Linked DNA regions of Mus musculus: regions 1, 2, 3, 4 and 6 are each linked to region 5. Evidence: chromatin contacts called from public Hi-C and promoter capture Hi-C data. All regions are on one chromosome and are shown on one strand. Each heading gives the region's core, a stretch centred on a gene start, on an enhancer-like site or on the middle of the called end of the contact. The rest is flanking DNA. Distances are from core to core; before and after follow the strand shown. Region 1 holds the start of Platr7 (pluripotency associated transcript 7). Region 2 holds the start of Tcp11l2 (t-complex 11 (mouse) like 2). Region 3 holds the start of Rtcb (RNA 2',3'-cyclic phosphate and 5'-OH ligase). Region 4 holds the start of Fbxo7 (F-box protein 7). Region 5 holds the start of Mterf2 (mitochondrial transcription termination factor 2). Region 6 holds the start of Pwp1 (PWP1 homolog, endonuclein).

Region 1 (3,316 bases), core at 332-2,831, 570 kb after region 5:
CGGTTCTGCTGCAGTGAATGCCCCTTTCATCCAACTAGGCACCTGCTGAGCCAGGAGGCTGGGACCAGTGTGAGCTGGAGAATTCCAGACTTGAGAGAATACAGACTTTAATCAAGTTCTTGCACACATGCATTTGCAAATGCACGTAGAGCAATGGGAGGGAGGAAGTGGGAGGGCCCAGGGAGGCACTCCACCCAGCAGAGCAGCCAAGGGGAACACATTTCCTAGCATCCGTGCCCCAGAGTTTGCTTTGGTTTGGTTTTCACGAGGCTATCTAAGTTCACTCTGAAGCTGTCTAAATTTCTCTTCAGTTCCCCAATGTCTCTGACCATATCTATGTATTTAGACTGCCTTCTAAGTGAGCGTGGGGGATGTTTCCATAGAGACTGAAGAAGGGCTGCTGTTCCATCTATAACAGTCTCCCCTAGGGCCTATGACCTCCAGGACCATAGGCTTTTGACCTTGTTTATAGTAGCAGACATGAATTTCCTCCTGTGGTGCAGGCCTCACAGCCAATCAGAGAGCAGTTGTTTGCTTTCATAGCATCATGTCACTATTGCCTGCATAGGCACATAGGACCAGAGACGGGAAGGTAGACCATCTCAATGTACAAGTTCATGGAGTCTGAAGTGGCTAGGATAGTAAACTTCAGAAAAGATGTTTCCAAGCAACTTGTGGAGATCTTGGGTAAGGCCTTAAATTTCCTCAGGACACTGATTTTGAAATTTTAGTGTGTTTTATCTCGTCATGTGGAGAGACTGAAGCTGGAAGGAAAGGGAGAAGGAAAGAGGGGAGAGAGAAGAGAGAAGGTGACCTTCCCTCCCCAGGCTGCAGAGAGGAACTGGTACAACTAGTTTATTGCACTTCACTTTACTGTCCTCTTAAGATAATTTCATTTTCAGAGAATTGTTTCATTTTTATTAACATATATTAATTATACATGTTAATGGCATCCAGTGTGACATTTCCACACATGCATGCAGTGTGCACTAATGAAACCCAACCTCTATTCACATCTCCCCCAACCTCTCTCTGTCCTGTCCTCTGTGTGTGTGATTGTGTATGTGTGTTATATGTGTGTGTAGTATGTAGGTATTTGCATGTGTGTGGACACACATGTGTGGAAACATGCACATGTATGCGTACATATGTGGAGCTTAAGGTTGATGTCTAGAATCAGTTTTAACCATTCTTTCACCATATTCTTTGAGGCAAGGGCTTTTAATCATATCCAGAGAGTACTGGTGGGAAACCTCGCTAGCTAGCTAGCTCTGGGGCTTCCTAGCTCATTTAGGAACAACAGTAGTAGCTTCTCCTCTAGGGCCTATGACCTCCTGGGCCATGGGCTTTTGACCTTGTTTACAGTAGCAGATATGAATTTCTTCCTGTGGTGCAGGCCTCAAGTCCAATCAGAGAGCAGTTGTTTACCTCTATAGCAACCATGCCATGACTGCATGCACAGGCATGTCTTGCCTGGCAGACCAATAGTATGGCATATAGTGTACACAGGTATGTAACACAGTTGGTAGCCTTAACAACTCCCCCATGCCCAAACCCCAGCCACCTGCACATCACTTTCCAGCACTATTGAAGAGAGCAAGTCAGGGGAGACATTCCAGCTCAATTCCAGCTCGGTTTCATCATGCTTACAACTACCAGGTGTGGTGTTTTCTGCAATAGGATCTTGTTGTGGACATTCTTATTTATGGCTGAATGATATTTTGTTGTGAACATAGATCACATTTTCTTTATCTATTAAAGGGCCCTTAGGGTCACTTAGTGTCTTAGCTATTATGAATACTGTCATGATTAAACATGGGCATGTAGACATCTTGTTGATACTCTGTTTTAGTTGTCTTTGGATATATACTCAAAAGTGGGAAAGCTAGGTCATATAAAGATCAAGATTTTAGGGAACCACAATGGGAGCTGGAGAGATGGCTCAGCGGTTAAGAGCACTGACTGCTCTTCCAGAGGTCCTGAGTTCAATTCCCAGCAACCACGTGGTGGTTCACAACCATCTGTAATGGGATCTGATGCCCTCGTCTGGTGTGTCTGAAGACAGCTATAGTGGACTCACATACATAAAATAAATAATAATTTTTAAAAATCTTAAAAATTAAGAATCACAATGGACATTCATTCTATATGTTTCTCTACCTTCTCTCTTTTGATGCTTACCACCTTTTTGGTTTTTGTTTTTGGTAGTCATTCTGAGAGGAGATAGAATCTCATTGTGGCTTGTATTTGCATTTCTCTGGGCTAAAGATGGTAAGTATTTTTTTCTATTAGTTCCAGACTTGTATTTCTTCTTTTGAAAAGTATCTGTTCAGATAATTTGCTTATTTAGAAACAGTGTTACCTAGATTTTGTTATCAGGTTGAAAATTGTGATTTTTTTTTTTAAGTGAAAGGTTTGGGAACCGTGCATCTTCCAAGGCAGGTCTACCAGTGCCATTTCCCGTAAAGCAGTTTACCAGAGCCATTTCCCATAAGGCATGTTCTCATTTAATTTTGTGTTACAATTTGGTTATTCTCATAATATTTCAAAATTTTCATCAATATTAGCGTGTTATGGGGCTCTGTGATTAGAGTCTTTGAAGATAATATTGTGAATGTCAAAATACCAACACTGACAGGAGCTCAGAAGACTGCAGACAGTATCATAGGATGTAGGCTCGGCTAAAACAGAGCCCGAGAGAATACTGAAAGCAGTTTCAGCCTGGGTAACATTCAATGAGCTAGCCAACCCTAACCCTGTGGTGGTCTGAATAGGTTTGCTGCCTCCCCCCACCCCCCTCTAGACTCATGTCTTTGAATGCTTGGCTCACAGGGAGTGGCACTATTAGGAGGTGTGGCCTTGTTAGAGGAAGTGTGTCACTGGGCTTTGAGGTTGGCTATGCTCAAGCTCTGCCCAGTGTGGAAATCAGAGCCTCTTCCTGGCTGCCTGTGGAAGAGTCTCCTGTTGCTGCCTTTGGATCAAGATGTAGAACTCTTGGCTCCTCCAGCATGGTGTCTGCCTGGACCCTGCCATGCTTCCTGCGGTTATGATAAGGGACTGAATGTCTGAAACTGTAAGCCAGTCCTAATGAAATATTTAAGAGTTGCCTTGGTCATGGTGCCTCTTCACTGCATGAAACCCTAACAAAGACAGCAACATTGCCTGCTGCAGAAGTGTCTGTTGTGAAAAGGAAGAGTCTCCATGACGTCCTACAAGGCTGGCTGTAAACTATGGGTCTAAATGAACCTTCCTTCATGAAACTGCTGTTGCCAGACATTCTATCACAGCAACAGGATCCCACTGGCAAGTTATTTGA
Region 2 (3,518 bases), core at 543-3,042, 550 kb after region 5:
GAAATCCCTCCTTAAAACTCAGGTATTACCCAAAGGACTAACTGCTTACAGCTAGCAAGTCAAAAACATTTGGCAGTAGATTGTTCAGGTTATCCAACAAGGGCCCTGGGGAATGAAATCCACCAAGTTAAGGCTAGGATTGGGGGGGGGGGGATTAAAGAGGTGGCAAGAAGCGTTTAGTGGGTACTCTCCTTCCAAGACTTTACCAAAGTCAGGCATAAGGCACTTATAGGATAGGGGGTTAAAGGCAAGACTGAGCTCTGACGGAAAAAATTTGCAGATGCCAGACAATTTCCATCCTCGATCAAACCGTGCTTTAGCACCAGGCTAGAGTAAGGCAAAAAACACAGCACGGAGAGAACAGTACTGGTCCTCATCGAGTCTTTGCCCGCCTCGGAGAGCTAGACAAAAGCCAACAAGCCAGCCACTGTCTAAAAGGCAGATGCCCGTGCTCCACGTGTCATTACAGCATTGGGAAGGATTTCTAAGCACTTTTTATCCTGGAAAGCGTTGCCCCCGCCCCCCCCCCATCCCTGATGCCTAGTTTAACACCTGTGCTGCACACCCGGGGGGTAAGGCGCCCTTCAGCCCTGGGTCACTTCAAGTGGAGCAATGTATGAAATCCATGGGGGTAGGAAAAAGGCAGAGTAGACGGGGCGGGGTGGAGGTGGAGGTGGGATGGGGACTCCTAGCCCAGGAACCAGTGTAAGAACTGGTTGAAATTATCAGTTGGGAGGTAGGTTAACTAAGAGCTGAGAGCTGAACACCACCTTGTGCTGAGCAGCCCACTAAGGACAAAGACAAGTTGCCTGGTTTCTTTACCGTTAAGGTACCAAGACAACGATGAAAGAGGGAGGTTCCATTCTCACTGGAACCACTCAAGTGTTTCTACTCTGCTTGTAACGGTAGTTTAACAAACCCTTCTTTGTTGACTGGATTCTTGTGTTTAAACACATGATTTGGGCTTCTTGTGGTTGGGGGAGGACAGAACCTACAGTCCTGTAAAGTGCTCTACCACAGAACTACAGTCCCAGTCTAATAAACGCATTTTAGAAGTAAACATTGCGAAATCGCTCATTTAATGGAAGTTTTTCCTCTTGTACTAACGTAAACACATAACTGTGTCATCCACGTGCCACCGAATCTCGTTGCTATGTTTTGTGGCGCCACCCAAAGCAAGGCAAAGCAAGGGTCTGAGAAGGCAAGGGTCTGACCCAGATGTGACCTGAGCTGGCCTCCTGGACAGTCAAGTCCAACGGAAGTCCCAGGAGTCCTGCCCGCTCGCCCACGTTCTCTGCTCGCCCCTCCCTCTAGCAGCACCACGTTTCCTGTCAAAACAAACGTTTGGGGGAGGGGACTGCCGGGACAGAACCCAGCTCTCGAGAAACCCAGCAACAAGACCCAAACATAGGGCCGAGGCCCAGCCGGGCCCCACCGCGGCTCAGTCCCACTCCTCCAGGGACGAGGGATTGGGGACCTGACCGCACGGGGAGCCCAGAGCGTCTCGCGCCGTTGAGCACAGTCGCTGGCACGCACCCAAAGGGATGTCATCACGACCAAGCGGCCCCGGCAGAGCCTGGGCCACCACTGCCACCGTGCCCCACTTCAAGCCTTGACTCCGAGGTCAAATGTCCCGAACTCGGAGGGCACAAGGAGCCCTCCCGCTGCCATAAGGAGACGCGGTCCCCTCAGATCCCACGGCCCCTCCCCTGGGATGGGTACGCACCCCCGGATCCCGCGTAGAGACTCGAGGAAAGCTAGGTGGCGGGGGTCGCGGGGCTCTGCGTATCCCCCCTCAACCAGCGTCGCAGACAAGGGGAGACTCAGCAGTCTGTCAACTCTGGAGCCCCCCCGCAGCCCCACGCGGTATTTAAAGGGCCCAGAGGTACTCCCTGGGCGCGACCATTCGGGAAGGAACTGGAGGGGGACTATAGCACCGCGGCGCCAGAATCCAGGGCAGGGTTCTGGCGAAGATCCCTAAATTCTTGAAGAGTCTGTCTACAAAAACCATAGCTTTCTCACGTTTCTATCGTGAAGGCTGAAGAAGGCTCAGACAGAAAGCCATTTGCACACGAGAAATGTGTGCTCCCTATATTCAGTGGTGGTACGGTCCGGACCGCCAGGGGCGGGGAGAGGAGTGAACACGGAATTGGGGCAGCCTACGGCCGGGAGCGCCTGGGCTGCTGTAGGGCCTAAAGCGTTCGGAGGCGGGGCCTGGCTGTGTAAGGGCGGGGCCTAAGTGCAGCGGGTGACGCCCCCAATCCTGTTTCTTTCAGTTTACCAGGTAGGATGAAATGGACTAACTCCAACCGAACGGACAGACTTCTGGTGTCCGCTCGCGGCAGTAATATAAAAACACTACATGCCCACCTTCACAATGGCCACACACACCGGGCCAAGCGAGTCAACAACATTCCAAACAGGCTGTCCCACGCACATCAGCGTCCAACCGCGTCATCCACACGTGTCAACATGTTCTTGTAAACACGGGTCCTGATTTGCCCCTTGAATTGGACGATTGGTTTCTGGGAGCCACACCTACCTAAGCTCTCCGAAGGCTTCGCCTGTGCACAAAGATAAAGTGTCTTACTTCTTCTAAGGGTTCTTTGGCGGCGCTTATCTTGGGGAGAGTTTTCAACCAGGCTTAATGTAAATAAGTGCTGGGAGGGGCTCTTGTGTGGTCAGGCTTACTAAGCATAACTTCTCGTGAGCTTGCTTCTGGGCATAAAGAAACAGAACCACTATTTTGCCAGGTACAAGTTGGTATTACTTGTGGGTAGCGTCATACAAAAAAAATAAATGAACTTTATATAAGCTGAAATATTCCTGTTTAGGACTAAAATCATATCGGATTGTGGAGGCAAATTGTCTACTATCATTCTAGAAAGAAGAAAACCAAAAGCAGACAATAGTTTAAAGCAAGATAGAAATACAATTGTACAGCATGGACTGGTCTGAGGTTATAACCAAGTCCCTAACATTTGCCTACCCAAGAGATCTTCTTGTTCAGTGGGATAAGAATGGAACTAAAGCACTCTTAGAAGCTCACTGTTAGCTACTGAACCTAGTTGGCAAGTTATTCTGAACAAGAAAACCTACCTAGAGATTTGTATCCATTTGTATCTGTCACTCTAGAAATTACACAACCTAAAGTGGAGCCACGGCTGCTAAGAATCCTTGCTGCTCTATCATGAGGACCACAGGCAATTTCAGATCTCATCATCCACACTGGACGGCTCTCAAACACTGTAGAACACTCTAGTTCTAAAGGATGCAGTGCTGTCTTCTGGACTCCTCCACACACAAGCACACACAGCCATAGCGCATGTACACTCTCCCACAAAGAGGGACATTCACCTCAATGGTAAAAGAAATCTTAAAAAGGCAGTAAAATATACAACCTGCTACAGATCAAGAGATTAAAGAGAAAGTGCTGCTGTCACCCAGGCTCTTTCCCATAAACCCACTGTTATTTATAATATCACTTGCTGGAATAAACAGATGTCAGAAGCCCCCAG
Region 3 (3,419 bases), core at 121-2,620, 830 kb before region 5:
GCTGTATAAGTACTTAACATCCTGGTCTAGTTACTCCTCCAGTTTCATGTCTGTGACCTTCAGAGCCACTATGAATAATTATGATCCCATTTCATAGAAGTGAAAACAGAGGAATGTATCACACAAAGGTGGTAATGGCATAGGCGGAACCTGAACCCAAGTCTTCCTGATTGCTATGGTGGTGTTTTTCACAGGGTAGGACTATCCTGCAAATCACTGCCAGCTTTCTTATCCCAAGAGCAAGAGTCAATTAAGTTTAAAGGTACAGACACAGGACACAGTCCAAACAAAGCTATGGAACACAGTGATCCCTGAAAGAGGGATTTATCCATCTTTGTAGGGAATTGCTGGCCAGAGCAGATTTCCTTCACAAGCATTTGTAGAAATAAATGATACAGTGTTGTGATATGCTTCTTTTGGATGCTCATTTTGTAATGGAGTGTTTGTTGTACATCTTCAATCTCATTCTGATACATTGCAAACGTCATTAGTATTTTATCTTGCTCAGCTGTTTCACTAATGTTCATGGGGCATGAACTCCAAACTGTATGTTCTATATAGCAGTTGACCTGATCCAGGGTGAAGAGGTTTCAGGAGCAGCTCAAAAACATTCTTAAAGCAGTATGTCTTCAATAGCAGCAGTCAGGAGACATTGGCAAGGGTATCTGTGAGAGTTCGAAGCCAACCCGGATACATAGGCTCACCAAGGCTAAGTATCGAGATCTTACTTTAAAAAAGGGGGGGGGGTGAAGGGAGGGAGGGAGAGAGAAAGGGGGAGGGGGGAAGAAAGGAAAAAGAGAGAGAAAGAAAGAAAGAAAGAAAGAAAGAAAGAAAGAGGGGAAGAAAGAAAGATAGAGGGAAAGAAAGAAAGAGGGGAAGAAAGAAAGAGGGGGAGAAAGAAAGAAAGAAAGAAAGAAAGAGGGAAAGAAAGAAAGAGGAAAAGAAAGAAAAGGAAAGAAAGAAAGAAAAAAGGAAGGAAGGAAGGAAGAAAGACAGACAGACAGACAGACAGAAAGAAAGAAAGAAAGAAAGAAAGAAAGAGGGAAAGAAAGAAAGAGGGGAAGAAAGAAAGAAAGAAAGAAAGAAAGAAAGAGGAAAAGAAAGGAAGAAGGAAAGAAAGGAAGGAAAGGAAGGAAGGAAGAAAGAAGAAAGAAAGAAAGAAAGAAAGAAAGAAAGGAAGAAAGGAAGGAAGAGAGAGAGAGAGAAAGAAAGAAAGAGGGAGAGAAAGAAAGAGGGGGGGGAAGTGCAAGTGAAGACTAGCGCTGTAATTCATTGTAACGAGATGATCAGGACTCGCGCGAAGAGTTTTGAGCCTCGGCGCTTGCCATCTTCCCTCCTGGAGCGGAGCTGGTCGCGCCTGCGCCCTGAGAGGCGGCGCTGCGTGGAGCGGGTGGACTGCGGGGTGGTTTCTCTTTCTAAGCGTAGCCAGGAGCTATCGCTGGCCTCGCCGCCACCATGAGTCGTAACTACAACGATGAGCTACAGTTCTTGGACAAGATCAATAAAAACTGCTGGAGGATCAAGAAGGGCTTTGTGCCCAACATGCAGGTGAGTTGGGGCAGCGGCCTTGGGAGCTGCAGGCCGCGACTCCGCCGCGAACCGGCGGCCTCCGCCCAGCGCAGGGCTGCGGGGTTCCAGGTCTCCCTCCTCTGCAGACTGCACGCGCCAGGTCCACACACACGAGGACAGACGGACGCAGCGTGGGGGCTCACGCGTGTTTTCCCCACGCACCATCAGACACGGTGTTCCTGGTCTTCCGAGATTTCTGTGGACTTTCCCAAGTTGGCACCGCCAGCCAGGAACTCTGTTTCTCTTGAGTCCTGATATTTAGTTAACGTTTACAGATGGCATTCTCCAAACTTAACTGGGTTTTAACGTAACGACAATCGGCATGATTCGAGCTTTTAATATGCTCTTGGCGGAGGACCCCCGAGTTGGTGGGTAACTTATCTGTACCCATCTAGGAAGACAACCCTGAATTCGTATCGAGTCCACTTCTCTCAGCCTGAATGATGTGTTTCAGCTGAAGGCTTGGGAGCCAGAGACCAGGATCTGAAACCCTGGGCCTGCTGTCGCCACCGCCGTGTGTACTCGAAAGTTCCGATAAACGTTGAGGAAGAAAACACTTGTGAGGTTTTGGCACATGTGTTAAGTGACACCGTCTCATAAATGCCATGAGAATGCAATAAAGATTTGCAGTCCTTTGTCTTAGTAAAAAGTTTCTGATAGGCTTCGCTTGGTGGCTCGGGCCTATAATCCCTGGAGGCTGGGAAATGGAAGATCCATTCAGGACTGGTTACACAGAGAAGCCTTGCACCACTTTGCAAGGTATACTAGGGAGAAAAAGTCCACAGCAGTGAAACAGTATTTTCCTTTGTTGTGTGGAAGAAGGGAAGGCTGGTTGGTAGAGTCTTGCTAATTTATTAAGTGACACATGAAAATTGTACATTATATCCGTGTGTGTGTGTGTGTGTATAATATATATACGCATATATTATATACATATATATTATACACACATACATATTATATATATATATATATATGATGCTTTTTATAATGCGTAAGTTATATAATAGCAAAATCATGATAGACATATCGCCTCAGAAATTTGTGAGCAGTTTTTCCGTTTTGAAGATCGTTGATTAGATTTTACGGGTTGGACATTTCCAGTTTAAACCCAGATCTAAAATGCTCTAAGATCCTTTTAGATTGTGACTGGAAGTTTTCCTCTTAAAAGACGCAACGTGGCAGCTTCATGCAGAATGAAGCACTTTGTGTGGTATAGACGTTCATGCAGAATGAAGCACTATGTGTGGTATAGACGTTCATGCAGAATGAAGCGCTATGTGTGGTATAGACGTTCATGCAGAATGAAGCGCTATGTGTGGTATAGACGTTCATGCAGAATGAAGCGCTATGTGTGGTATAGACGTTCATGCAGAATGAAGCGCTATGTGTGGTATAGACGTTTATGCAGAATGAAGCGCTATGTGTGGTATAGACGTTCATGCAGAATGAAGCGCTATGTGTGGTATAGACGTTCATGCAGAATGAAGCACTTTGTGTGGTATAGACGTTCATGCAGAATGAAGCGCTATGTGTGGTATAGACGTTCATGCAGAATGAAGCGCTATGTGTGGTATAGACGTTCATGCAGAATGAAGCGCTATGTGTGGTATAGACGTTCATGCAGAATGAAGCGCTATGTGTGGTATAGACGTTCATGCAGAATGAAGCGCTATGTGTGGTATAGACGTTCATGCAGAATGAAGCGCTATGTGCAGTGTATACGTTCTGCCCACTGGGCGTGTACTTGAGAAACTTGGGTTCAGACAACGCATTTTGCTTTTCTTTTGTATCAGGTTGAAGGAGTGTTTTATGTGAATGATGCTCTGGAAAAACTAATGTTTGAGGAA
Region 4 (3,262 bases), core at 746-3,245, 890 kb before region 5:
AAGATGCTCTGATGCTTGCAAAATGTTCTGGTCAACAACAAGCTGAAAACCTGCCAGGGGCCCAGGGACACACCATGTCAACCTTGGCAGAAAGGGGACTCCCCAAGCAAACAATTCGTTCTGTAGATGGGATAAGGAGCGGTCTGTTTAACAGAAATGCCAGTTTTCCCTCCCACTTTTCTGAAGTGTTTTCCAAGGCCCTATTTTCTGTCATTTTGGGGGGTCAGGTGATTTTACCAAAAATAATACAATTCCAGAAGCTTGCATATATACATATATGCAATCTTTGATCTGCTTACTAGAAAATACTCTTTAAGAATAACAAATGTGTCACATGAACACATTTTAAAGCTTCTCTTCTGTTCCCTAAATGAACAAAATTTCAGAGAAATGAGTTTACTTTCACAAGCTGAGGCTTAAATTCCATCCACCTAACCAACTGCAACTGTGAAAACAGCATGCAAGAGAAACAGAGCTCTTGGGTTTCCAACCCTTTCAAAACTGCCCTGCTTAACTGAGAAGTAAGACTACTTGTAAATACCTTAAAAATTGAATTCTCAAAGTGTGAGGAGAGATAACTGTTATCAACATTGAAAACACTTGGTTTTACACCAATAAGTAACATGTGGGTAGGTCACCATTATATGGAAATATATATTATATATAATACAGCAACATATTTTCTTTTAATATGAAAAAATGCTCTTTTTTTAATGGTTTGGCTAACATTATTATCTTATTAGACAGGGTCTCACAATGTAACACTGGCTGGTCTGGAACTTGCTATGTAGACCAGGCTGACCTTGAACCCTGCCTCTTCCTCCAGAGCGCTAGAATAAAGGTGTAGCTCAGGCTCACTTAATGGGGGGATGGGAGCAGGGAGGAAGGGTGAAAAAATCTATTCAGGGTCTCACTTTGCTTAACTCCCTACAAATAAAGTGAAAAGGCTTATTTAAAATGCCAATTAATGGGAAACGTTTTTCTTTGAAAATTTTTCCCTTTAGAAGCCCCAGAGCCCATCTTTTTAATTTTTTTTTTCTTCACTAGTTCAAATTTCTAGCTCAGCACTTGAAGTGGGTCGTCCATACAGTTATCTCTCTATGTCCTGAAACTATCTTCTGCAGAAACACAGACGCTTCATCTGCAAAAATTAGTAATAGAACCCCATAAATTAGTAATAGAACCTAATCCTTTTTCAACTTGCCATGAAACTGTAAGCTCTCTAGGGTCATGCCTCTATTCGTGAAAAAAAAGCAACATTCTCACCCAGAGAATGCCCGCTGACAGGCGTACTTCCTGAACCCTTACAGTGAGAAAGTGAGAAAGTTACAGTTAGGTGCAGTCTGCCACTTGCACGCTCAGCTGTTTTTAAAGTTACTGTAGCCTTGGGCAGTGGCACAAATTACAGTGACCTAAGGTGTCAAGACTTTTGTCACCTTGAGCACGATGCTTTTCCGATTTAACCACTGAACTATCCCAACCGCAGAGGTAAACTCAAGTTAACACCGGGAGATTTAACGCAAGCCAAGCTTCCCGAGTTCCCTTCCCGCCCTCGGGGCCGCAGCGACCGAAACCCCGGAAGTGACTACTCACCGGGGAGGACAGCGGCACCCGGGGGAGGCTGGGCCATGGTCTCTCGGAGCCGGACCCCGGCCAGCACCCAGCTGCCGAGCGTCACAGTCACAGGCGCCCAGTGCAGCTACACCCGGGAGGCCCGGGCCTCACGTGACCGCTCGAAGCGCGCCATCCCCCGAGCCCCACGACAGCGACGCGGCTCACCTGAACCCCAACGTGGGCAGCAGGACCTGGCTGAGGTGCGCGCGCAGCTGCCCGAGCGTTGGCTCCGACTCCGGCACCTCGAGCGGCTGGGTCCGCTTCTGAAGCCGCACGCGCAGCTTCATGGCGAGAGTCGGACCGCAAGCTTCGGTCGGCCCCGGGAAGAAACCGAAAGCAAGGAGCTCCGGGCCTGCGCTCCCGAGGAATCCCCAGCGCTCGCCGCTCGGTCGACTACGCCCCCTAGAGCCTTCCGCTCGAGCGGAGGGCCGAGCGCCTGCGCTTCCCTATCGCTGGCTCGGCGCGCGACATCGCCACCTGGAGGCGAGGCGCGCACGGCGCAGGCGCTGGGTTTGCTTGGGCGCACTTGAGTCTCTACGCTTCTGCTTCTGCTTCTGCTGGGGTGAGCGAGTTTGTTCCTTCCCTCCCAGCAAGCAGGATCTTTAGCTCTGGAAGGAATGCTGCCAACAGTGTGGAGACATGACAGACGGCCCTAACCTGATGTCACTGGTTTCCGTGCCCAGAAATGAACTGCTCTATCCCTGTCATTAGAGTGCTCAGACCTGCCTGAGAAATAATGTACACAGGTCCCCTGTGATGACTAAAGAAAGTTAATGTGGAGCCAGGGATCCCTTAAGGGCTGTTGGATGCCTGGGAGGTACTAGAGACCTGCAGGTGAGATAAGAATAGGATAATGGCTGTGAGGATAGTAACTGCTGCCTTTGCTTCTTTAAAACTCACTATCGCTATGGGAAAGGGATGAAATGATCTTTTAATTACTATATAGCGGGAAGGTGAGAAACAACTGAGGAAAGTAAAACAGTTTTCCTGCCCAGCTTGTATTTCGTGGTAAGTTGTAATATACACCTTTCTGATGTCCAATTTAAAACCCCATCTTATCCTTAGTCCCCCTTCCCTATGGAATGCTGTTTGGGCTCTAAAGCTGCCTTCCTTCTGCTAGCAGTAAGCATAAACTCATTTTAATATAAATTTGAATTGAGCCTAAGTCTTTGGTTTCTCCCAATGGATTTGAAGGCCACAACAGTATAGCTCTTCACTTCTCACGATAAATCTTGATAAACCAGACTGCCTCCATCTCAGGCGTAAAAGCCATCTTATAGTAAAGACAAACTAGGTTTCTCAAGGATTGGGCTATGTCCCACCTGTAACCTTAGCTACAAATGGCTCTGTACTGCCCCATGCCTTTATTTTAAAAGGTTATTATGGTGACCCTGTTGTAACCACCTTGCAACCATGTCTTTGTTTCAAGAGGCTGTTATGACCAACTTGGTATGCTTATGTTCTGCTTCGGTAATACATGCCTATTTGCCTGCCAAATCCTCATCTGGAAACCCCCTACTCCTGAACTATTACAATCTTACCTTACCTATGTCCAGCCCATGTATACATACCAAGAAAAGCTTGATTAATTAATTTGGCCATGATGGTTTGGGGTTGATGGTCTTTCTCCTCGAATCTGTGGGACTGA
Region 5 (3,523 bases), core at 163-2,662:
ATGATTCTCAGTTCTGCGTCCCTCTCCTAACAAGTGATTGCACAGCATGCAATTCCAAGTCTTGACTTTAACACCTATAACTTTCTTTCTTCCCCCCCTTTTTTTTTCAATTGTCTGATGGGGGGTGTGGGTTGGCTTTTGAGACAGTGCCTGAAACTAAACAAAACTGGCCTAGATTACTGTGTAATTCCAGGCTGTCTTTGTCTAATCCTTCCCCATGCTGCGATGTGACCACTTATTCCTTTTCTATACTTGACTGTAGTTTCCTTTTCCCAAGTGAGGATAGCACATCTTAACCATGAATCCCAAATTTTTGTAAGAAAGTGTGCAGTAAAATCCATGAATAGAGTGTTGATGTGCTAAGAAGGGTTATTGGACATAGATCACCTACTCATCTAGGTAGTAGCTGCTCAGTTAATTCCGGAGTAGCCTGAGGATCAGAACTGATCTTTAGGAGTCAGGACTCTGTTCCTCTAAAGCCCACAAAGTGTAAACCACACGGCTGTTTTCAGATATGATTAACATTCTGGAGTTCTTAACTGTGGATCAAGCATTGTTCTTAGCTAAGGACATAATCAGGAGCCTCCACTCCACATGAAGGGGAGGTGTCAACCTGAGTGAGAGACCCTTAGAAAGGTAACGAGGCGGGCTATCAGCCTAGGAAACACCATTTTCCTTGCTCTAACTGCATACAGCACAGGGTGGGCACAGGGGACTCTTTCCTGGGTAGCACTTCACTCTCATTGTGGTTACCACGTTAATGTGTTTCAGTTCCTGTTGCCCTGTCCAAGGTCCTAGCGCTGCAGTTCCGCATGCTTGGTGCTGAGGCGGCAGCCTGTAAATATTTATCTGAAGGATGGATGAAAAAGATTCTGGCTTTTGGTTGGCTGGTTTATGAGTGTGGGCATCACGAATAACTTAGAATGTAAAGCAAAAGGCAGTTTAGCAGTATTTGGGCAAAGTCATCTAGGGGTAAAAAGGATGAATGGCATTTAGGGAATCAGACCTGGTGTTTACCGCAGATGTGAGGGGTTTGTTTTGTTTGGACAGGTCAGGTTTCAAAGTTTTAAACTTGAGAATTCTGAATGGCTCCACATTACAGACAACAGGTTCTGATCTGCCCCTCCTCCCTGCCTCTTTCTCTCAACGAGTTGTAACGTTCTCTAAGGGACAAAGAGACTGAACCACCAGAGTTTGCTGAGACAGAAGCGCCAGGTGGCACTGGTGGCAATAGACCCTGTAGTGTGGCTCACTTATTCCCACGGGAGCCTGTACACAGTGTTCTAATTGGCTACGCTCGGGATGGAGGCGTGACTTCCTGCACATCAGTTTCTCGAGCTCTGATTGGTTACCAGCCAAGGCGAAGCCCTGCCAGTTACCTAGGATCTGTTTCCTGAGTGGAGAGGCCTGCGGAACAGGGTGGGAACTTAGCTCAACGCCCAAGGTCTCTCCGCTGTGCTTGGACTGCTGCCCACAGGTAAGCCACCCTATTTCTCCAGCTCTGGCTGAGCCTCAAGCCTGCCTACCGGGGTCAGGGTTAGCAGCTGCCCACCGAGAACGTCCACACAGGCACTCCACCTCGGAGCACTGAAAAAAGGAGGCTGCACACGTAAATAAGAGGCCACGGTAGCGGTCCTGGCAGGGCCCTTCCTCTGACCAACTTTGTGGTTCTTTGCCTACAAATTGGAATTCACTTGAAACTGTCAGATCAGAACTTAATTGGTTTTATTGAGAGGACTGTTTTAATTATAAAAATGTATTTCTCACCTCAGGATTGCTTGAGAGGATTGCATAAGAGAGCAGACTATGTGACCTTTTTAGCAAGAGCATCATTGTACATAGGACACAAGGCTAAGAGGACTGCCATTCTTAGGTGGGCAGCCTTGGGCAAGCTACACCTGCATCCTGGCCTCATCTTTAAGGGGAACTATGGTTTAATGAGGAGTAGATGTGAGGGCTTTGTTTTGTTTTTTAATACTCTGAACTACTATTAACTCGTTTAACATGATCTTTCACCAAGGAATAGCGTCCCCATGTTCCTGATGCCCACACTGCCCACACAGAAAGGTGATATTACTTCCTAAAAAGTCACAGCTAATTGGAGATTAATTCCAAGGCAGTGTAGCTGCGCTAAAGTAACTCACTTTTGCCCTCTGCATTGTTTCATAGCCTGATTTGTTAATTTGCTGTTATTGCCTTGTGCATCGTGTTCTTTGTTTGCTCATTACAGGAAATAACAGTATTCAGTCTCGGCTCTCCCCTGCATACACAGTCACTATGGGCTGCTCATAGTTCTTGCTAACGCCATTTCTGAAGTGAAAAAGGTGTGGGCCTTCCTTATTTTTTTTTTGTAAAGTCTGTAACTCTCAAGTTCTCAGATGGTCTGTGATCCCAACAGAAATATGAAATGTTTGGCCAGGAGAGCTAGTGCCTACCATCCTGACAGCAGCCTGAGCTTAAAACAAACAAACAAACAAAAAAACAAACAAAAAAACCCTACAAGTTGAATGGACAATTGATAAATATTACTATAAAGTAAAAAAACACACCGGGAACTGCCTGCCCCTCTCTTTCCCAGAGTCAGTGATGGCAGCCCATGAAGGGCAGGGAGACAGTTCATTAGAACACGGTGCTGCAAAGTGGGTTGTGTGGGATAGTGAAGCAGAAACGTGAGGGGTCACAGCCATCCCAGGTGGAGCATTGCAGTCCATGGTGCCGTAAACACCCTTAAAGGGGACATGGGGCTTCATCTATTCTGAAACATCAGAGGCATTTCCTTAAGAAAGTGACGCTTACTTCTGAGAGTTGATTGACAAAAGCACAGTCTTTGGAGACTATGTAGTGGGAACAGAGTCCGCCGGGACTGAGAAGTGACTGGTTTGTGAGGAAGGGAGATGGGAATTCAGGTGGCAGAAAGTCTTTTCTACAAATTATTGTATGTCTGTCCTAAAGTGCCACTGAGGTCTATTGCAGAGAGGTGACAGAATCACATTTTAGAAGCTACAGAGGAGTCCTAAATGGACTGACTGAAGCCCTGGAGAAGGACAAAATCGCTCAGGAGAGACTATAAGGTAAGAAGGAAAGCATATTTATTTGTTTGTACATTTGTTTGTTTTTCACTAGAAAAACTCATTCATTTCTAATGCTTTTAATTAAAATACAATTACATCATTTACACTTCCCAAGTACACACACACTCCATTATTCTCTCTCAAATTCATGGTCTCTCTCATTTCTTTAATTATAATATTTTGGGTTTTTTTTTTTTTTAAACAAGTTGTTACTTTACAGTCCAAACTGGCTTAAAAATACTCTAGGTAGACCAGGCTGACCTAAAACTTATGCGTCAGCCTTCCTAGTGCTGGAATTTCAGGCTACCAAGCCTAAAGATGCACCTGTAGAGGAGACAGAGAAGGGGTGGCCAGAGGGGAGTGGTGGGGAGAGCAAGAAGAGGGGAGCACTTTGGAAGTCAGACAAGAGACTGTTTTGAAAAACAAATGGTCAAACGCTGCTGGATGCTACA
Region 6 (3,308 bases), core at 421-2,920, 740 kb before region 5:
CAGACCTAACACTTCTGTATTAAGCTTGTAAAGGCCAACACTAGTTGGGTATTGTTTATTTACTTAAGCCCGCAGTGTGGGTTGGCCATAATGGCAACACTCCACATGAAGGTAAATCAACGGCTCAGTTTCTACTAAAGAGCCTCCAGATCTTCAGTGGCTCACACCTATAACTCTAGTATTTAGGAGGCTGACACGGGAGGATTGCCATAAGTCTGAGGCCACAGCGGGCTACAGAGTGAGACCTGGTCTCCAAAACAACAACAAAAAACGTTGAGATAACAAGAATCTCCCTGAGAATGACATTCAATTCTGCCTGAGAAAGATCCAGAAATTAAAGACTGAAAAACTCCGGGGAAGGCCGGAGGTCAGTCGGTAAAGCTTTTGTTGAGCAAGCATGTGGATCTAAGTTCCATCCCAGAAGCCACTCAAAAGCTGGGTGTAGTGTAGGGGACACCTGTAATCCCAGCACTAGGGACTACAGAGACGAGAATTTCTGGTGCCTTGGCCAGCCACTCTATCTCGATTGACTAACGCTGGGTTCAATCAGACAGCGCACACATACACAAACACATGAACATGGGCATACATACATACACATACACACACACAAAGGTATTTGTATTGCTTGGGGTTGGGGCATGACAACTAGGGATTTTTAAGACTCTCTTAATACTTCGAAAGCTGTGTATGGCCCTTTTAAAATGAAAACAATTTTCTTTTGGAGAATTTTTAATAAGGCAAGTGTTGTCCCTATCCTATAAATATACACTGCTTGCTTGCTGTTGGCAAAACACCAGAGAAAACAGTGACTAAACACTACCTGCACTCTGGTAGAATTTACACCTATAAGGAGTATTTCCATCCCTCACCGCATGTAAATTCATGTCGAGGCCACTCCCACGTCTATCACATATCGAGTTGTCACTACTCAGACAATTACACCCATAGCAACCCCTTCACTTCTTTTAGGACACTTACAACCCCTGACATCCCGAAAGTCAAGAACAGGGCTTTGCCCTATATCGCTCCAACATATCCCGGAACTCCAGGCTCCGCTTGGCTTGCAGAAAACACTGTGTAATGAACAAAACCGCCTGAGTAACCGGCTTCCTTTGCCACGGTCTCCAGCTTTTGTACAACTTCCTTCATACTGTGTTACACTGACACCTTGTTCTCTCTGCCCCATAACGTTTTATCCGGATCACCGTAAGAAACTCGTAACAAGCAAACACCCCCGCCCCTTCCCAGTGCACAAAAAGTCCACGTGTTCGTGCATCTCAGGGATGGGATCGGGGTTCCCGCTCCGGGCAGGGAAGGGGCGCGCGGTCTCTGCTCGCCCGGGTCACCGGAGCCACACCTCACATGGCTACAGTCCCGGCCAACCTGGCAGGTCCCATCGCGTGGCTCCTGCTGGGCGCGTGCTGCCCCAGACGGGGCCGAGCCCACGGCCATGCCGTGGCATCTCCCCATACACAGGCCTCACCTTGTCTGGAGTCTCTTTGGCCACGCCGCGGCGGACCCAGGCCACGCAGGTCACTTGGCGGCTGCGGTTCATGATCTTCGGTTTGAACCCGGCGCAGGTTGGAGCCCTGGGAGCTGGGAGACACTACTCTTGAGCTCCGCGGAGGGGAACAACGCGCAGGCGCGGGCGCTCGCTGACGTCACTCGCAGGCGCCAAGGGGAAGGGGAGGGGAATTTGCATGAGATGGGCGGGGCCGTATGCAAATCTACGACTGCTTCCTGTGGAGTTTCTATCTCCTTCCTCCTATTCTTCCATAAGAGTTCCCAAGCTCCATCCACTGTTTGGCTGTGTCTGTATCTGTCTGAATCAGCTACTGGGGGGAGCCTCTCAGAGAACAATATGCTTCTGTCTGCAAGCATAGCAGAGTTTCATTAATAGTGTTAGGGATTGGTGCTTGCCCACTGGACGGGTCTCAAGTTGAAATGGTTATTGGTTGGCCATTCACTCAGTCTCTGCTCCCTCCCCTATGCCAGCATTTCTTGTAGACAGGATAAATTTTGAGTTGAAAGTTTTGTGGGTGGGTTGGTGTCTCTATTGGAGTTCCATTCTGGATACAGGAGATGGCCTCTTCAGGTTCCACATCCCCAATGAGAGTCACAGCTAAGGTCACCCCCCACTGATTCTTGGGAGCCTCCCTTATCCCAGGCCTTTGTCTCGTCCTGGAGATGCAGGTTTCCCCCCACTTTGCAGATTTCCATTCATTTTCATGGCCATATAGCTATCTCTCCTGTTCTTCTCCATGCCTGATCCTGAATCCCCCATTTCCCCTCTCTCCCAGTTCCCTCCCTCCATCAGCCTCTTATGACTATTTTATTCCCTCTTCTAAGTGAGATTCAAGCTTCCTTGATTGAGTCTTCCTTCTTGTTTAGTTTCTTTGGTTCTGTGAAGTGGACCATGGTACCTGTATTTTATGGACAATATCCACTTATCACTGAGTACACACCATGCATGCCCTTTTGGGACTGGGTTATCTCACTCAGGATGATATTCTCAAGTTCCATCTATTTGCCTGCAAAGTTCATGATGCCTTAGGTTTTAATAGTTGAATAGTATTCCATTGTGTAGATGTACCATGCCTTTATCCATTCTTCAGGTGAGGGATATCTAGGTTGTTTCCTGTTTCTGGCTATTACAAATAAAACTGTTATGAACATTGATGAACAAGCATCTTTGTGGGATGATGGAACATCTCTTGAGTACATGCCCAGAAGTGGTATGGCTGGGTCTTGAGTTTTCTGAGAAACTGCCAAGTTGATTTCCAAAGTGATTGTATAAGTTTGTACTCCCACCAGCAATAAAGACTGCTCCCCTTGCTCCACATCCTCACCAGCATATGCTATCTCATGAGTTTTTTTTTTTTATCTTAGACATTCTGATGGATGTAAGGTGGAACCTTAGAGTTGTTTTGATTTGCATTTCCCTGATGATTAAGGACTTTGAACATTTCTTGAAGTGCTTCCCTGCCATTTGAGATTCCTCTGAGAATTCTCTGTTTAGCTCTGTACGCCATTTTTTAATTGGGTTATTTGGATTGCTGGTGTCTGCCTTCTTGAGTTCTTTGCAAATTTTGGATACTAGCCCTTTGTCAGATGTATGGTTGGTGAAGATCCTTTCCCAATTTGTCCTAATAACAATGTCCTTTGCCTTACAGAAGCTTTGTAGTTTCATGAGGTCCCATTTATCCATTCTTGATCTTAGAATCTGAGCCATTAGCATTCTGTCCAGGAAATTGTCTCCTATACCAATGTGTTCAAGGGTATTTCTCACTCTCTTCTATGAGACT

Evidence for each region. Promoter capture Hi-C pulls out the DNA fragments that hold promoters and counts their contacts. A called contact is a pair of places that touch in the nucleus more often than the background predicts.
Region 1: a promoter capture Hi-C map of liver shows a contact between it and region 5, with 4 times the contacts expected there. The contact joins the promoter of Platr7 here to the promoter of Mterf2 in region 5. A contact is called at or near these places in 2 of 39 promoter capture datasets (liver and pre-B cells).
Region 2: a promoter capture Hi-C map of neural stem cells shows a contact between it and region 5. The contact joins the promoter of Tcp11l2 here to the promoter of Mterf2 in region 5. A contact is called at or near these places in 3 of 39 promoter capture datasets (hippocampal neurons, neural stem cells and pre-B cells), 1 of 484 Hi-C or Micro-C datasets (CD8 T cells), 4 of 115 datasets of contacts at active chromatin or transcription factors (T-cell acute lymphoblastic leukemia, forebrain, pancreatic cancer cells and 1 more) and 1 of 9 other capture datasets (adipose tissue).
Region 3: a contact with region 5 is called in a promoter capture Hi-C map of embryonic stem cells, with 2.8 times the contacts expected there. The contact joins the promoter of Rtcb here to the promoter of Mterf2 in region 5. A contact is called at or near these places in 1 of 39 promoter capture datasets (embryonic stem cells), 1 of 115 datasets of contacts at active chromatin or transcription factors (memory CD8 T cells) and 1 of 9 other capture datasets (adipose tissue).
Region 4: a contact with region 5 is called in a Hi-C map of B cells, with 8 read pairs. The contact joins the promoter of Fbxo7 here to the promoter of Mterf2 in region 5. A contact is called at or near these places in 2 of 39 promoter capture datasets (hippocampal neurons and liver) and 1 of 484 Hi-C or Micro-C datasets (B cells).
Region 6: a contact with region 5 is called in a promoter capture Hi-C map of hippocampal neurons, with 5 times the contacts expected there. The contact joins the promoter of Pwp1 here to the promoter of Mterf2 in region 5. A contact is called at or near these places in 3 of 39 promoter capture datasets (embryonic stem cells, hippocampal neurons and liver), 1 of 484 Hi-C or Micro-C datasets (B cells), 1 of 115 datasets of contacts at active chromatin or transcription factors (embryonic stem cells) and 1 of 9 other capture datasets (adipose tissue).

The regions. Positions count from the first base shown.
Region 1 is chr10:84,551,603-84,554,918 of GRCm38.p6, reverse strand. It overlaps Platr7 (pluripotency associated transcript 7), which reads left to right and starts at 1,581. Exons shown (of 4, transcript NR_040658.1): 1 at 1,581-1,659; 2 at 2,209-2,271.
Region 2 is chr10:84,575,221-84,578,738 of GRCm38.p6, reverse strand. It overlaps Tcp11l2 (t-complex 11 (mouse) like 2), which reads right to left and starts at 1,792. Exons shown (of 10, transcript NM_146008.2): 1 at 1,727-1,792.
Region 3 is chr10:85,955,744-85,959,162 of GRCm38.p6, reverse strand. Rtcb (RNA 2',3'-cyclic phosphate and 5'-OH ligase) reads left to right here and starts at 1,370. Exons shown (of 12, transcript NM_145422.4): 1 at 1,370-1,548; 2 at 3,366-3,419. The coding sequence starts at 1,456.
Region 4 is chr10:86,020,662-86,023,923 of GRCm38.p6, reverse strand. It overlaps Fbxo7 (F-box protein 7), which reads right to left and starts at 1,995. Exons shown (of 9, transcript NM_153195.2): 1 at 1,780-1,995. The coding sequence starts at 1,901.
Region 5 is chr10:85,125,916-85,129,438 of GRCm38.p6, reverse strand. It overlaps Mterf2 (mitochondrial transcription termination factor 2), which reads left to right and starts at 1,412. Exons shown (of 3, transcript NM_028832.3): 1 at 1,412-1,477; 2 at 2,953-3,071.
Region 6 is chr10:85,870,193-85,873,500 of GRCm38.p6, reverse strand. Pwp1 (PWP1 homolog, endonuclein) reads right to left here and starts at 1,670. Exons shown (of 15, transcript NM_133993.3): 1 at 1,487-1,670. The coding sequence starts at 1,558.